Linked DNA regions of Hordeum vulgare: region 2 is linked to region 1. Evidence: chromatin contacts called from public Hi-C data. All regions are on one chromosome and are shown on one strand. Each heading gives the region's core, a stretch centred on a gene start, on an enhancer-like site or on the middle of the called end of the contact. The rest is flanking DNA. Distances are from core to core; before and after follow the strand shown.

Region 1 (3,633 bases), core at 790-3,289:
GAATCATTTTTATTGATTTGATCCTTATTACACATGAAGGATGGCAATGCTTGCTTTTGATCCTTCTCAACTAACAATGGAAACAAAACACATACATTGAAATAAACAGAAAAAAGGGGAACAAGATGAATCAGGGGTAAAATTAAAACAAACTCTGGACTAATCACAGTTGAGCCTACCACGACGAACAACATACAGCCACTGACCAGTTTTTTCCCTCTCCGGAGCAAACATTTCCCCCCCAGAGCATCTTCCCTTTCGGTCTCGAATGCGACACACTGACACGATCCAAGACCTACGGCACAGGTGGATCCAAATACAAAATCCAGCCCCCCCACATCACATCGACATGATCAACCCGAAAGAGACATCATTTCCCTGCTGCTCCATCTTGATAACCCATCTAAGAAATCTGTATGACTGGTTTGGAATCACTGGGTGGTCTGTTTAGGCTGCCTTGTATATCATGTATGTATGTACACGGCGCACCAATGGTGGGGGGGTCCGTCAGCCATGCAGTAGTGGGGGTGTAGATGAGGAGGACAAGGCCATGAGCAAGAATGCAGCCTCCTCCACTCCCATTGAGACCCTCCTTTTTTTCTTCACCACTTGGAGGTTGCTGCTTTTGCTGTTGCTACTGCTGCTGCTGTCTTTTACTGCACTTGTTGCCTCTGCGTTATCTTCTCGTTGCTGTTGTTGTTCTTGTTGTTGTTGATGCTGTTGTTGTTGGTTCTGCTGTTGATGTTGTTGTTGTTGTTGGTTCTCCTGCTGGTTCTGCTGCTTGTTGTCGAGACCTAGCTCTTGCCTCCTCTTCTTCCTGTACCGGATCCCGCAGGCGTTGCAAAGCGTCTACAATCAAAATGAAAAATGTTGAATGCACATTCAGTTTTAATTCTTTTGCCAAACCAGGACCACAGTATGGGCCACTAACTCCATTGTTACTTTTCAGATCAGAGAAACATATCAGTTTTGCCAGCGAAAAAAGAGATATTACTGGTTGATGGGTGCATGGCTCAGTGCCACAATGAAGTGAAAAACTATCATGGTGATAAGGATATCCCTTAAAGAATTGGCCCAACCAATAGAAAACAACCAGAGAAAAGCTGGACCCTTTTTAAATATCCCATGCCACTTGGGAATATTAGGGGGGATTGGAGGTTAGCACTGTTGCAAGGAACAGCTCACCTAACCTCCAAATGGAATCAAAACTGAGTACACACTGATTCTCTTTTTTTTTTCCTTTGCCGTAGGACTTTATCCAAAGCTCCAAACTCTGATTAGAACAATCATCACCATATCTTTTTTTCTTTGATAAAATTCGCCGCCATATCTTATGATCTACCTCTCCCACACACACACACCCGGATTAAAATCGCCACCCTATCTTATGATCTTACTCTGCCAAAACTAGAGACGCTAATTATTCCTAGCATGATCGCTCTACGAACAGCTTGAACGATACAATCAAGAATCAATCACACGATCGCAGTATGAACCGCGAGAAGTGTGGTGATCAGGCCATGGTTGACACGGCCGATCACCTCCCACACAGGCCACAAGCACAAACAAGAAAGGAAGAAAAAGAGGGGAGAAGTGGGGAACTCACCCTCGGCCCCGTCGGCCCGCTGCGCCACATGGGAGTGGTGGTGGTGCGGCATTCGACACAGCACATCCTCCCTCCCTCCGCCACCGCCGGAGCGACCCCGATCACCTGAGGAGGACGATGCACAAGCCCGGAACACATCAGCAGCCACGGAGCAAGAAGATCTTTATTTCTTCCAATTAGAAGACGGCCGGGCAGAGAGACGAACCTTGTGGTGAGACGAATCCATCGGCGGCGCTGGACGGATGGTCTGCTCGGCAGTGATCTTGGTCGGAGATGAGGGTGTCGTGCTGGGTTTGCTCTGCTCTTTTCTCTTGAAGAAGCGTATGTGGGAGGAGAGGGAGTAGTTGGGGAGGGAGGGGGAGAAGAGATGGCAACCAAGGCTAGGCTGCAAGTTTTGTTTTTGATCTCTGGCTAGGCTGCAAGTTGGCCAGGTACTTGTACCAGTTCCCTCCTTATCTTGTAGCCCCTTGTATTAATATGCACTTAGTCCCCTTATCCATTGCGCAACAAGGGCGAAAACGGAGCAAAAACTCCCCCGTTTCCGATAAATATGAAATAGACGGTTTCGTAACGGATTGCGGCAGAGCAAAAAATGAATGCTCGACATTTTTAGCCGAGCATGAAAGTATGTTATTTTATGATGAATAAGTTCAAGAATAAGTTCGATATATGTGGGAATAACACACATTGTATAGTAGCTCACTGCTCATGTCTCTTCTTATCAGCTAAAGTTGCTATAATTACTTACATATTGATATTTGTTGATAACATCGTAGCAACAACATAGTTGAAAGTTTCATCAGATTCCATCAAAATCCTGGTATAGATCATAAACATACAATCCTAACACTAAATTTTTGTTACGTAATATTGGAGCGGAAATGAATGCTCTGCCCTTTTTGTAGGAGTAAGAAACATGTGGTTTGACTATATGTATAAGTCCACACGTGGCTCGACCCTTATCTAGTTTGCTCACCGCTTTCTGCCCCTCCTTATCTGTTGATGTTGGTGTTAATGTGTGTTAATGCGTTTCCATCTTTTTATTTTGTTATTGTTCATAGTAAGGTGAAAATCAAACTCATAGTTGCCTATTTTTCAAATAAAAATGCATTATCTTGTTTGATAGCCGTTGTTTCTCCATCCTTATCTGCCGGCGTCGGTGTTAATGGATTACATCTTTTTCTTATTGTTATTATTGCTAGTACGATAAAAATCAAACTCATAGTTCCATGTTTTTCAAATAAAAATCATTATCTAGTTTGCTCACCGCCTTTTGTCCCTCCTTATTTGCTGACGTTGGTGATGCGGTTCCGCCTTTTCGTTCTTTTTATTACTACTAAGGCGTAAATCAAACTCATATTTCCCTTATTTCAAACCCTTCAATGTAATGGCTATGTTATGTTAGATAGTATTTAAGCCTGTCATTTGCATACCTGATCTTGTAACCTTAAATCCATGTTCCTTACAATCCTAGCATGATTAAGAGTTGATTTATCTATAACTCGTTCTTAGCCCCTACCTATTATGCCTCACTACCCTTCATGTCACTCGGTGAGGACACCGCAAGATTGAACCCACTACTTTCACTCAACATCGATAGATCAACTTGGACAAGGAAAATCTATAGATCAGAAACTATTACATATCTATATAAATCACACATAAAGGAATCTAGAGAGTATTCAATTAAGAATTCAGAAACGATTCAATTACTTTCAATGAATAATCTGATCATAAACCCACTATTCATCGGATTTCAACAAACACACCGCACAAAAACATTACATCAATAGATCTCCAAAGAGAACATGGTGTTAAAGATCAAAGAGAAAGAAGAAGCCATCTAGCTAACCACTATGGACATGTAGGTCTGTGGTAGACTACTCACACATCATCATGGAGACAACAAGGTTGATGTAGAAGCCCTCCGTGATCGATTCTCCCTCCGACAGAGTATGGGAAAAGGCCTCAAGATGAGATCATGGAAGAACATATACTTGCGGCGGCGGAAAATTTATTTCGGGTGG
Region 2 (3,633 bases), core at 490-2,989, 460 kb after region 1:
AGAACTTCCCAGAATTAAACCTGTTCAAAGTTTGGCTGTGGTTTCCCACGGCAGAAGTTGGAGAGTGTCCATGTGGCATTCCTGAGCATTGAGAGCTTGGCATGCTCATTGAGCTGCTGCAACAATGGGTACAGTCCACCACTTCCAAGCACAAGGTCACGGCACTTTGGAGAGTCACCGGCAACATTCCCCAGAGCCCAAACAGCCTAAAAATAGAAATATGAGACATACAACATTAGCATAATGCCGTAAAGCCTCTGAAAGTAAAAATTCTCCTGAGTTGTTCTCATGCCTGTTCGCGGACATCCTCACTAGGAGAGCTGAGTAGCTTGACAAAGATGGGCACAGCACCGAACTCAACAACCACTTTGGTGTTGTCTGATGTGCCTGACGCGATGTTGGTGAGCGCCCATGCGGCCTCAAACTGTAACAGAAAAAAAATAGGTAAACATGTGCCACTTTTTAAGTGATTAAATGCAACTACAATCAAATTAACATAACATTAGGATTGTTGTCACCTGGAGTTGGGGATAGTCCTCCCGTGTGAGGAACTCAATGAAGCGAGGCACCACGCCTGTGTTGATCACTTCCTCAATTGGAGGGCTTCGTTCTACAAACATTGAGCAACATATCAGCAGGTGAACTTGACACAATTTTGAATTAGAAGCAGGTACGACCTTTTCTCAAACAAAAAAAATGAACTGATTGTAAATTAATCAGTGTTGAACATTTAACAGATGGTGTATGCCAAAAAAACAAGCATCCATTGTTTCCCTAGTTATTATTGTCATAAGCATTGCAGGATCACGTTATTGAAACAATGTTACCTAGATCAACAAACAGTTGACTCAAAAGATCAGCAGAAAATTGATTTAAAAAGGCAACAGTTAGATCGATCACTATGAGTAGTAGTAACATTAGATACGGTGCAGGAGCATCCAAAAGATGAATGGAATTGACATGTTCAGTGAATTTCAAATCTCAGAAAGTGGCATGGGGACAAGTAATTGAGTTGCCCCCACCTAATACACAAGTATACAAGACCTATACGCGTTGTTTAGCCACGAGCGAATCTAGAACTGGTGGACCTCTCGCGTTATTAATCCACGATTTCGCCAGAAACAATCCTAATTTCATCCCGTATAGTTCAACTAGGGCAAAAATAATCTCGAGAGACATCAGCAGATGTAAATTCAAGTCTCACCGATGGAGAGCAGCTTCCGGAACTGGGTGGTGGCCTCGAGCTGCACGGTGTTGTCGTCCGAGAGAACCGCCTGCACCATCGCCGGCAAGCCCTCCAGCTGCACGCGAACACAGATCCGAACTGGTCAGATCGAGAATCCCCAACCCGAGCCCTGACGAATAGGTCAGATCGAGAGAGGAAAAACGAGCCACGGGGTGCGTACCTTCTGCTGGAGAGCCGAGGAGTGGCCCATCTGCGGCGCGCCGCCGGCGGCGGACGCGGCGCCGGCCGGGAACCCGTCGCGGCGCTTCTTCTGAAGGTTGGCGTCGCGCTGGTTCTTCCGGATCTCCACCATCTGATCCTCCCGCCTGCGCCGCCCGTCCTCCGCATCGACGGACGCCTTGTAACGGCTGCGCCGCACCTCGGCCCGCTCGTTGGGCCGCAGCGACATCGTCGGAGAACCCTCGAACGAAACCCTAGGGGGGAGTGGGGGGGTGCGCACGCACGATGCGGTTGGGCTCGATTCGAAAAGGGGGAACGGGAGGGGGAGATGTGTGGGCGAGGTGGGGTGCTTTTATAGGTGCTCAAGGGGAGGCACCGAAGGAAAAGTTGGGAGTATGACGGTGGTTGAGAGCTGGATGTACACGGTATCGCAAGGGTACATATGGAAATAGTTGTGCATATTTGAATTTTGAATGTCCGGAGTACTTGGCTCGCAAGTTTGCGGTACTATTTGTTCTTTTTATGACGGTTACGGGTACTTGCTGGTTTTGCGGGGATTCTAACTCACCACATGCTCCAATTTTCTTTCAACGGCATTAACATCAAAACCTAAAATTCAAATGATTTGTCTCTCAAGCTATTAACTTGAGTCATGATATGTTTTTCTAGTTGAGCTTGCACAAGTGCTTCAAAATGGATACCTATGTTCCAAAGTACTCCATCCGTCCGGAAATACTTGTCGAGAAATGAATGTACTACTAATATATTTGGTTATACGTGATTCAACCCCGCAAAAAAGTTATAAGTATAACAATTGTTGGCACGAGAGAGGGGAGCTAAGGCGATCGCAAAACCCTAGCCACCTCCCACCGCCTAACCCTCTCGTCGTTGGCGACCAAAGCCTAAGCGGCTCCGACACCGACGTGGAGGACCGATCCAGGGGTGGCTTGTTGGGGATAAGGATGGCAATGGGTATGGTATGAGCAGGGTAGAGCAATACCATACACATACTCGTATGGTTAATGAGTATAAAATTCTACCCATACCTATACCCACGGATATAAAACTTTATCCATACCCATACCTGACGATTACCTGTGCCCATTGGATACCCAACGGGTAGAACAAATAGTACACAAATTGTTCCCAATTTTACACTCACTAATAGCACATTTGACACAAAATTGAATTATCTTGGCTCGACAAGAGGTAGATGAGTACATGACCATGAGCAAAACTGAAAAACCACAACATACTCATAAGTTAATAGGAGTAGATGAGTCACATGACAAATTAGTGATTAATTGGCGATAACATAACATTACTTCACAAATGGGTAGGGTATGGGCATACCCATGGGTACGAGGCTATACCCGTACCCTACCCATGATTTAATAGGAAGGGTATGGGTACTACCCATGGGTATAAAAGTGTGCTCATACCCTGCCCATGTGGGTACGATACCCACGGGTACCCGTACCCATGGGTAAAATTGCCATCCTTAGTTGGGGACAGCTTTGAAGACTTGGTTGTTGTTGTTGGAGAAGGGGGTGAGGGCTTGAATCTCTGTCAGGCGGTGCCCGACGGTGGTGTTGGTGAATCCGGAGGTGGGCGAAAGAATCCAGTGCGAGGACCTTCTACGGCAGACCGATCTGGCTCGGACACGAAAGAAGATGGCGCCGATGGACCCTGGACGGCGGCGAGTTCAATCTTAGATCCGAACTTGGCGTTCAACGGCATGGGAGAATTTTCTCAAGTGTTCTTTATAGTGCATTCATGTCTGTTAAGGACGATGGCGGTAGCGCTTTCCTTATTTAGTAAATTTCCTTCCTCGCACAATCCTTCTTCTATGGGCGATGCTCTGCGCCGGCGAGCTGGCCGAAAGATTCGGCCGGCCGCGCGCGGGCCGCCCGATCTGCCAGTTGTAGGCGGGTTGTGCCGTTAGATCTTCATGCAACATTTTTTTCTCGATGCAACAAATTTCGACGTTATGCAGTAATTTTCGTCAACGGTTGCAACAAAAAAATTGTAGCAAAAAAGATATCCACGTGATCGTAGGAAAAAACGAAGAAGAAGATGTGTGGTAGCAAAAGTTAAACGCCGGTTGTAGCAAATACCTACGTGACGTGTATGCAACTTTTTTAGTAAATGGTTGCAGCAAAAAATGATGTCGGTTGCAGCAAAAAATAACACGATTATAGCAAAAGTCAAAACGTCGGTTGTAGCAA

What was found. A called contact is a pair of places that touch in the nucleus more often than the background predicts.
Region 2: a contact with region 1 is called in a Hi-C map of seedling, with 5 times the contacts expected there. The contact joins the promoter of LOC123426006 here to the promoter of LOC123425998 in region 1. A contact is called at or near these places in 4 of 6 Hi-C or Micro-C datasets (leaf and seedling) and 1 of 1 datasets of contacts at active chromatin or transcription factors (embryo).

What each region holds. Positions count from the first base shown.
Region 1 is chr1H:93,476,424-93,480,056 of MorexV3_pseudomolecules_assembly, forward strand. It overlaps LOC123425998 (GATA zinc finger domain-containing protein 6-like), which reads right to left and starts at 2,040. Exons shown (of 3, transcript XM_045109777.1): 1 at 1,812-2,040; 2 at 1,607-1,711; 3 at 1-849. The coding sequence starts at 1,832. The coding sequence ends at 508.
Region 2 is chr1H:93,941,686-93,945,318 of MorexV3_pseudomolecules_assembly, forward strand. It overlaps LOC123426006 (importin subunit alpha-1b), which reads right to left and starts at 1,740. Exons shown (of 11, transcript XM_045109787.1): 1 at 1,407-1,740; 2 at 1,205-1,301; 3 at 519-610; 4 at 293-424; 5 at 21-206. The coding sequence starts at 1,634.